Linked DNA regions of Sus scrofa: region 1 is linked to region 2. A link is a contact called in public Hi-C data. All regions are on one chromosome and are shown on one strand. Each heading gives the region's core, a stretch centred on a gene start, on an enhancer-like site or on the middle of the called end of the contact. The rest is flanking DNA. Distances are from core to core; before and after follow the strand shown. Region 1 holds the start of CCDC85A (coiled-coil domain-containing protein 85A). Region 2 holds the start of PNPT1 (polyribonucleotide nucleotidyltransferase 1).

Evidence for each region. Hi-C and Micro-C count contacts between places; a contact is called where the count stands out from the background.
Region 1: a Hi-C map of liver shows a contact between it and region 2, with 3 times the contacts expected there. The contact joins the promoter of CCDC85A here to the promoter of PNPT1 in region 2. A contact is called at or near these places in 1 of 5 promoter capture datasets (liver) and 6 of 47 Hi-C or Micro-C datasets (blood, epiblast stem cells, heart right ventricle and 2 more).

The regions. Positions count from the first base shown.
Region 1 is chr3:85,646,945-85,651,878 of Sscrofa11.1, forward strand. It overlaps CCDC85A (coiled-coil domain-containing protein 85A), which reads right to left and starts at 2,910. Exons shown (of 18, transcript XR_002342946.1): 1 at 2,733-2,910. PPP4R3B (protein phosphatase 4 regulatory subunit 3B) reads left to right here and starts at 3,120. Exons shown (of 17, transcript NM_001244675.1): 1 at 3,120-3,154; 2 at 3,372-3,616. The coding sequence starts at 3,475.
Region 2 is chr3:85,593,771-85,599,059 of Sscrofa11.1, forward strand. PNPT1 (polyribonucleotide nucleotidyltransferase 1) reads left to right here and starts at 1,636. Exons shown (of 28, transcript NM_001246267.1): 1 at 1,636-1,796; 2 at 5,092-5,152. The coding sequence starts at 1,636. All of the region lies in intron 3 of CCDC85A (coiled-coil domain-containing protein 85A), which reads right to left.

The sequences.
Region 1 (4,934 bases), core at 1,660-4,159, 54 kb after region 2:
GGAATTCTAGATTTGAATATGGCTTCCAGGCTATTATGAAAATATATTTCTTCAAGTATACTGAAGGTAGGAAAAAGGTAATAGCTTGATTGAAAACTTAAATTTTTAGGAGTTCCCATTGTGGTGCAGCAGAAACGAATCCAACTAGGAACCATGAAGTTGCAGGTTGGACCCCTGGCCTCACTCAGTGGGTTGAGGATCCAGCTTTGCCGTGAGCTGTGGTGCAGGTCACAGACACAGTTCAGGATCTGGCACTGCTGTGGCTGTGGCATAGGCCAGCAGCTGTAGCTCCAATTAGACCCCCTAGCCTGGGAACCTCCATATGCCATGGGTGCAGCCCTAAAAATACAAAATAAATAAATAAATAAGTAAATCTTAAATCTTTAGAAGTACAGTATATGGTTTTCCATTTGCAGGCTTGTCCCGGACCTTAGAAATGTTAGAGATAGGCCTGTTACAGTAGAAGAGGGAATCCCTGTGACCTAGTGGAAGAAAAAACAAGAGCATATGCCTGAGGATCCAGCAAGGGCCAGAGATGAGTCCTAAGGGTTAAACTGTTCCTTCCTTTCAGATATTTAGAGAAAAGAGATATTAAAGGCATGGAAGATGGGAGGGATGCTTTGAAACACTGTTCAGAAAGATCATGTTACTCATTTCAGAACTCTTTAGTGTATGTGTAACTCATTCAAAGTAAAATTCAAGGAGCTTTAAAACAGCCTCTCTCCCACTCCCAACCTTATTTCCCACTATTTTCCCTCTTTCTCGCTCCACTACAATCACAATGGTTTCCCTGCTATCCCTCTCACCCATGCAGCATGCTACAGCCTCAAAGCTTTCATATGTGTCATTCCTGCTTCCTGGCTCTCTCTTCCCTGAGGGAAATCCATGGCTGCATGCCACCCCTCCAAGACCTTCCTCAATAAACACCATTACCTCTCTCAAACCCACTCTCTAACCTTTTGCTACTCTTAGTTTTTGGTCATAATATTTATCAGTCCCTGGCATCTGTTTATTATCTTCCTGCTCTAAAATGTAAGCTCCATGAGAAGAGGAACTTCTTCGATTTATTCACTGTCTAGCACATAGTACATGTTCATCAAATACTTGTTAAATGATTCAACACAAGAAATGACTTATTTCAGTTTTTTCCAGTATTAGATCTTATTTGTAGGGTATTAAATTCTTAACATGTATAGTCAAAGTGGCTGCTGTATAGTTCTCATTCCTTTAACTTAATACATGACACATACAAGATTTTTTAGGCCAGTAACACATTACGACTTTGTTCACCTAGCCCCCTCAGCCTTGAATACCCTTCAAGCCAAACTCACACTCAGGGAATCCTCTAACATCAGACCCAAAATTTATCTGTGAAGCCTTCTCTGACCCAAGACAGAAATGTTATTTCCTCTGGACTCCAAACACATTTAGTCCACATCGATCAGAGCAATTAACGGGCTCTATTGCTACGTGTATTAATTCAAGTATATTTTCTTAGGTCCTCTTTATTTTTTTTATTTTTTTTTAATTGTCTTTTTGCCATTTCTAGGGTCGCTTCTGCGGCATATGGGAGGTTCCCAGGCTAGGGGTCTAATCGGAGCTGTAGCCACCTGCCTACGCCAGAGCCACAGCAACGCCGGGATCCCAGCCGCGTCTGCAACCTACACCACAGCTCAGGGCAACGCTGGCAACGCCAGATCCTTAACCCACTGAGCAAGGCCAGGGATTGAACCCGCAACCTCACGGTTCCTAGTCGGATTCGTTAACCACTGACCCACGACGGGAACTCCTCTTAGGTCCTCTTTAGATTAAAAAAAAAAAAAAAAAATCCTATACGAATCCTATGTATCCAGATTTTGAAATGAGTATTTTTTATCAGGCATCTGCTCTAAAACATTCTCACGTTTCAGTGCAATGCGGAAGGGTGTACACACAAGATCTAGTCAAAACATAAGCACGTTTCGACAAACCATGGATTAGGATGACTACAACTCCCAAGATGCGCTGCAGCAAAACGTGCATTTCGCCTGATTTTCACCTTTCAGACTAAAGAGCTGTAAAGAGCTAGCGGCAAGAACTGTCCTTAAAAAAACGAATAAAAGGAGTCTATCAAGAAAACAAGGATTGAAATAAATGACTGCTCAGTTCACCCGTATCCACCGTGCAATGTTTGAAAATTAATCTGTTGTTTGACAACTAATGTAAACGCCAAAAGAATTTCTTCCTCAGTGCAGAAGTCTTCCCGAGAGAGAATGCAAGAAATGCCAGGAAGAGAAACTCAAAAATATCAAAAACAATGCTTAGATAAGTTAGGCAGGTAGTTCCCGCCAGTTCCCTAAACTTATCTGAAGACTCATTTTCCGAGATTACAAATTAGGGAAGAACACCATATTTTCACAAAGCGGAAAGTATGCTTTCCAATGGCCAGCCACCAAAAGCATAACGGCAAAACGCCTGGGCAGGAAATAAGAAACTGTCACACCTTTGTACGATGTTACAATCTTCTGGACAAACACGAACACTTCCTGAGGAAATGCTTAACTATAACAGACTCCACTACGAATTGCAGTGGGTTTGGGGTCGCATTAGACATTTTAAATTCCTAAAGTCTTCACAGACAAGAGGTTTTAACTGTTTTTCTCCTACAGGCTGACAGGGTGAGCTTCCATTAAGGAGTGCGAGCACATTTTCTTCCCTTTGGCTCAGAGTAAGTCCTGTCCAAGGATGCGTACCTCCCAGATTTGCTCTGTTTTTTCCACAGAGCTTGGCTCTTCCACACGCCTGTCACAGACAGCAACCGCCGGAAGCCGCATCCACAACTCGGTTCTGGCGGTCTGCACAGAGAAGAGTCTCGCGGTACCAGCCGTGACTGGAGGCTCGCGAGAACCGCCCTCCCAGCCGAGATCACGCGCCAGTAGGCGGGGTCGAGAGAGGAGAAAGTCGCACTTAGGCCCTCCCACCTCAGCCCAGTACCCTGCATCGCGAGAAAACCGAGTACGGTCCAGCCCGGGAAGCGCATGCAGAAACCGAGGCGATGCATGTTGGACTTGTCGGCCGCCGTAGCCCCTGCTAGGACAGCCCGTGCGAGCTTGCTGGAGGAGGAAGAGAAAGGCAGAGAGAATCGGGTTACAAGATGGCGGATCTGTAGCAGTTACCGCGGCGGCGGCGGCGGCGGCGGCGGCGGCGGCGGTGGCTGCGGCGGGAGAGCTAGAGAGCTCTGGGGGTCAAAGGGCGGGGAGGGTGGGTGTGAGCGGGGGTGAAGTGAGAGGAAACCGGGACTCCAGGCGGAAAGGTCTCAGTGGCTCGTGTTGTCCTTTCCCGCGGCTGAACCTTGGGAGCCATGGTGAACTCAGGCCTCTCCGGAGCCGCCGCCGCCGCCGCTGCCGCCACCGCCGCTACCGTTTCTCAAGAGTGAGAGAGGCGGACTAGGTGAACGAGGAGGCGGCGGCTGGAGTAGTGGGGACAGCAGCCACCATGTCGGATACGAGGCGGCGAGTGAAGGTCTATACCCTGAACGAAGACCGGCAATGGGACGACCGAGGCACCGGGCACGTCTCCTCCACTTATGTGGAGGAGCTCAAGGGGATGTCGCTGCTGGTTCGGGCAGAGTCCGACGGTAAGGTTATTGGAACCGTAGGATAGGGGACAATGCCTCCGGTTTGGGCACAGCCCTGGCGTTTAGGCCCTGGGCCGGGTACTGTTACTACAACCACTTAGGACAGCGCATTGGTTTTGTGCGTGCACTTCAGTGCGTTGAAGGAAACAACTTTGTCTGGATTTACCCTCGGTCAGACGCCGATTCTCTGTTCCCCCGCCTACCATCCTTGTTAAACATTTGACCCGTTCTTCTCCAGTCTCGCCTCTTGAGCAGGGGAAAGTGTGAGAGAGAAGGGAGGAAGAGATGGAAGACTAGGTAGTGAATCTCCTTCGGGGGAGCTGACCGTCCCCGACTCCCGTTATTTTTTTATCCATTATATGCCTGGTACAAAAGGCTTAGTGAAACTTTACTTTCTGCGTGTTTTTTTTTTTTTTAACTCGTTTTACTAACGAGCTTCAGATGCCACAGTCGACAGGTGCTGGGGAAAAACAAGAGGCACCTTTTCCTGGGGTTATTGCAGGCTGTTGACAAGATACATGCACGCACAAGCACATACATCTTCAGTCTGGGATCCCTCCAGGCTACCTTTGTAGAGAGTGCTGTGAAAAAGTGGATACTTTACACCCTAAACAAGTTAGGACACCAGGCAGATTGTAAACTTGTATTCGTTGATTTATTGTACGAGTCACCTGTAAAATATTCTTAAATTATAAAATGTTGAGCCCTAATTAAAACACTTTTCTCATTGTAATCTGAACGCCTAGATTTGAACAACTGATATGTACAGATAAAAGAAAAATAGCAATCTTTGGTTTATTCTTGGCATATTTTGTACTCTCGCACTTTCCTTTTTATTTTAAATAGTCATGGACATTTGTTTTTACATAAGGTGTTCTTCCTTTTGTTCCTAAGGAGAAAAAGAAATGCAGTTTTGTAATTTGTGTACTAAGTACTTAGATCCCTGTTGTGGTCCTTTGTAATTTGTTTAATTTGTTAAACTGGAAATGCAATAAAATAACTTTGTTAAAAAGAATTTGGCTTCAGGTGGTCATTTAGACCTTAAAATTTTTATTTCAATAAAACTCTAATAAGTAATCTAGTCTCCGTATATTCTTCTTCTGAACATTGGTGGTGGTAGATGAATTTTTTTCCTTTAAGGGTATATGGGAATGGGGTGATATATTCAAAATTAAATACGAAGCCCAGATCTTGAGAGAAAAATGTAAAATGGAATACATTTGATTACTTAAGGTGTCTTGCTGGGAGGGAGAAAAAGGTTTTTTAGTATTCTCATGATTTATTCAGGGTTTTATAAATTAAACCTTATAAATACTGT
Region 2 (5,289 bases), core at 386-2,885:
CTGGGAACTTCCATATGTCCCTGGTGTGGCCCTAAAAAGCAAAATAAATAAATAAATGAAATGAAATAAAATAAAGTGAGGAGAGGGAGATAAGGAAGTAGGGTAGTAAGTCAAAACTGATGAGGATAAATACGAAAGGTTCATAGTCCACACAAAGCAGTTGAGATTTTATCGTGTTGATTAAAGATTTAGGAAGCCATCAGTAAAGTTTAATCAGGATGGAGACGCATTTAGGTTTGTGATTTAGAAAGATTTCTCTGGCACTGATGTTGAGCAGACTTTCTTAAAGTTGAGTAGACTACTAAATTTTGATGGATCCCTTCAGTGTTCGAAGATACTTTTTATTATGTTGCTTACATATGCACAAATATATAGCAAGACATAATCCCCTTATTCTTGTAGTTTAGTCATAAAACTAAAATAAATACATTTATAGCCCCAAATAAACTACAAACCAAATTAAATTTTAATTGATAATCACTTAATGCAGTGGTAGGTTTGATTTTTGGTGGGTTTTTTTGGTTTTGTTTTTGTTCTTTTTGGCCGTGTCTGCAGTAAGCAGAAGATCCGAGGGCTAGGGATCAAACCCACACTGGCAACACAAGGTTAAGTCAAAAGCAAAGGAAAAGGCAAAAACTAATACTAAATACCTATAAACAGAGTTATCAATAATCCCTTCTATTAGCATGGAAATTCCAAATCAGTGATAATAGCTCTTGAGAGCAAGGTGTAAGAGAGTTGTTTTGCCACTAAATAATTTGTATGGAATTAACATTTTTTGTTCTAAAACCTGTTTAAGTGTTCGTTGAGTTTCATTGTTTGGATTTCTTTGGATTTCTTTGAGGGGAGGCATTATGACCTTAAAAGAGAAATATGACCCTCATAATAGAAAAATGATCACTGGGTTCATTCCAGATACCATATAAAGATTTTCCAACAAACTGGATTAGGAGGAATGGAAGAAATTTATCCACCCCCTAAAAATTTATCAAATTCAAATTCCAAAACTTTTTCTCATTTCCCAAAATATTAAAAAAAAAAGTAGCGGGCATTTTGCATTTAAGGGTTGATTTGTAAAGAAAGAGTTGCTAAATATTAACAATGGAAATGAGGATGAATCCAAAAATGACCATAAAGATATATAAAATGATGATATAGGTCAACAAGAAGTGAAATTAACTTAATAGAAATAAGTTAACGCAAATCTTGGTAGTAACACACTTGTTTGAAATTTATAAAATAAAAGCCGGTGTGGCCCACTACACAAATTCTAATTCTCAGCTAGCAGACGCCGAAATCATAGTAATGTGTTTTCTGAGTACTTCTATTACCACTATAGTTATGTATTAAACACTTACATTATTCTAGGATTCTCTTTGAAACTATGATAGCAAAGCAAACAAAACCCAAACACACTTTTCTAATTGCTGTTCATTGTCTGTTACGAAGTTAAAGCACAATCGCATTCAGATAGGTTTGACCCTTACTAGGCTTCGTAGAAAGGGGCCAGGTATCCACTTCCTCGGCGTTCCCCGCCCCCGGCACCACGGAAACGAAACTGCATCAGGCTCCGCCCCACCTTCTGCAGAATAAGCCAATCAGGGCGCAGCCCGGGCTGAGCGCGTGCAGGGTGTCATGGCGGCCTGCAGGGGCTGCTGCTCATGCCTCCGGCTTCGGCCGCTGGGCAGAGGTCCCTTCCGTCTGCCAGGGAGGGATCGGACACTCACCCAGCTGCAGGTGCGAGCACTATGGAGTGGCGGGAGGTCCCGAACCGTGGCCGTGGACTTAGGCAGCAGGTAAGGAATGTGTGCGTTCTCTCTCCTTTCACAAGGCGCACTGTCAGGCCAGTTCGAGTACATTCATCTCCTGGAGTACGAATCCGGCGACCCAGGTCTCTTTCCCCTCTTTACTCCAAACGTGAATTCCAAATTTCCCTTTCCGGGTTTGGAGTTTTTATCTTGGGATCCTCCTCCTTCTCTCGCTCTCAGCTTCGTGCCCTTTGCTTCTTGCTCCTCCTTCCTGCCCTGTTCCGTGCTTCCTTTCTTCTGGTGAGTCTCTCCACCTGATTACCCTTCTCTTTACTTTCGAGGACTTTTGGGCTATGAAATGAGAAGATAATGCGTTGACAATGGATGTTTACGTCATCCATCCAGTTTACTGTCTAAAAACCATGGCGAACATGACCCTGGTAGGAAGGGAAGGGCAGCTCAGTAGGAAGGGAACGCCAGTTATATGATGCTCTCTGTTTAAGTCTGTGGTAAAGGTACTACAACTTCCACTTTATAGTTAAAACAGGCTCAGGGGAGTTTCCGTCGTGGCTCAGTGGTTAACGAATCCGACTAGCAACCATGAGGTTGCGGGTTCAATCCCTGGCCTCACTCAGTGGGTTGAGGATCCGGCGTTGCTGTGAGCTGTGGTGTAGGCTGCAGACGCGGCTCGGATCCCCCGTTCCTGTGGCTCTGGTGTAGGCCGGCGGCTACAGCTCCGATTCAACCCCTAGCCTGGGAACCTCCATATGCCGCGAAATGGCCCAAAGAAATGGCAAAAAAGACAAAAAACAAAAAAACAGAGGTTCGGAGAAGGTAACTATCTCAGAGTCAGACAAACTAGTACTATGAGACTAGGTGGATTTTGAAATTGTGTTTCAAACCCATACTTTCTCTAGGGGGTATTTGCCACAATTCATGTCTAAAATCACTTTTTAAAAATTCCTACTGGATTCATTCTTAGAATAAATGAAACTGCTAATGCTTACTTTATATATCTACATTTTCACATATACTTTCTAAAAAAAAGTACATGCTCTGGAGTTCTACTTCCTATGGCAGGTGGCTCCTCTTTTCCTTTTGCTCTTCCTAAAGTACCTCCTCCCACTCTTCTGCCCACCAGTAGGATCTCTCTACTCATCTTATCCTTTTTATTATTTATTTTTTCAGAAGTAATTTTTGATTAGGTATTCATTCACTCATGATTCAACATTAAAAAGCTCAGAAATCTCTTTACCATACAGTTTCAGAGCTACCCAGTTCCAATCCCCAGAAGCCACTGATGTGTTAGCAATCTTTTATGTACTTGGCAGTATTTTGTACATTAAAATATTGACAAGTAAATTCATAAGAAGTAAAATCAACCATGAAATATAAAACTAATAACAGGTTTGCACCAAAAACAAAAAGTGCGTTAATAGGAAAAAATTATATAGGTCAGTTAATACCAACTGAGATCATGAGACATATTGAAAAGTAACTGCCTGGATCTTTGCATACTATAAATTGCACATATCTGGTGGGGGAAAAAAAAGTTTAAATTAGGGTAATCATGAAGATAGGACCAAAGGACTATCTGGTGGTGGCCTAGGACCCCTAAAGAAGACCCCGGTAGACTCAACAGAGGGAAAAAAGAGAGTAGAAAAACTTGGTATTTGAATACAAATCAAAGCATGTGTTTGCGAACATTTGGGGTACTGCAGAGCTGGATTGTTTGCTCATTTGTTTCTCTCTGAGTGATTCACTCAGCCCTCAGAATTTGCAGGGGATTGGTTCCAGAAGCCACCATGAATACCAAAATCCAAGGATGTTCAAGTCCCACAGTCAGGCCCTATCCACAGTTCTGTATCAGAGGGTTCAACCACATAAAGAGCTATATTTACAGTTTTATAAATGGAAAAAAATCCTTTTATTATAAGTGGACCCTTCTAGTTCAAGCTTTTGATAATGCTTTCCTAGCTCCACTTCTCTCCCTTGTGTTGCTAGAATGGGGGAGGAGGGGCTTGGGGTAAATCTACTCCTTGGCTCATCCTTGTGAGTACCCATCCTCTCTTTGATATACTCATTCATCATTTGGCAGATATTTGAATTGTTTCCATTTGGGAGTTATAATAATACCACCATGAAGGTTCATGTGTAAATTTTTACATGGACATATGTTTTCATTTCTCATAGGCTCATATAGGAGTAGAATTGCTGGGTCATACGATCTTCTGTGTTTAACCTCTTGAGGAATTGCCGTTTCCCAGTTGTGCCATTTTACATTTCCATCAGCCATTGTGTGAGGGTTCCAGTTTCTCCACATCCTCATCAACATACAACCATCCTAGTAGATGTGAATAATATCTCATTATGGTTTTGATTCACATTTCCCTAGTGTGTAATGATGTTGAGCATATTTTCATGTATTTATTGGCCTTTTGTTGTCTTCCTTGAAGAGATATCTATTCAAATCTTTTGCCAGTTTTTAAAATTGGGTTTCTTTTTGAGCTGTAAGAATTCTTTACACATTCAGGATACAGGTCCCTTCTCAGGTTTATGACTTCCAAATACTTTCACCTATTCTGTAGATTTTCTTTTACTTTCTTGATGAAATCCTTTGAAGCATGAAAGTTCTTAATTTTGACAGTCAAATTAATCTATTTTTTTGTTACTTGTGCTTTTGATGTCATTATAAGATGTTGTCCAACCTAGGTTTATGAAGATTTACTTATGTTTTTTTCTTAGAATTTTATAGTTCTAGCTCCTACATTTAAGTGAAGAATCCATTTTGCAGTAATTTATACTTATAAGGGAAGGATCCAACTTTATTAACTTCTTTGCATATGGATATCCAATTGTCCCAGCATTGTTGTTGAAAAGACTCTTTCCCCCATTGACTTGTCTTGGCACCATTATAAAACACGAAGTTATCTGTAGGCAATTTTGGAATTTATATTTTGTCCTGAAAGTAATGAGGGAAATTTTAAAGAATATAAGAAGAGAAATGATCCAGTTTGTGTGTTAAAAGGCTACTTTAGTCCACAAGGCAATGGACAAGACACTAAACTAAGCTGGTAAATGGGAATTAACATTTAGGAAGATAGCTTCTGCACTCAGAAATACTTTTGTCTGTCATTCAGATCACTCCTGTACAATTCCCCTTGTATCTTCAATAATGATAGTGAACTCTGTTCTTTCTTGGGTTGTTTTTTGCTGGGTTGGGGCCATTGAGGTTTGGTAAACTTTAGTTCTTCTATTTGAATCTTTGATTTGCTTTATAATAAGCTGGGAATTATACACAAATAACTTAAGTCCTTTCATACTGAATTTTTATTTTAAACAGAAAATTAGAAATATCATCTGGAAAACTGGCCAGATTTGCAGATGGCTCTGCTGTAGTACAGGTAAAAAGTCCAAGTTATTAAATTCTTATTTTAAAAATGGTTATGGAGACCAGTACTGAATGACTTTACAACATCATGTAACTTAGCATTGTGGTGTTGGAAATTAAATTCAGACCATTTCTAGTGTGAGAACCATT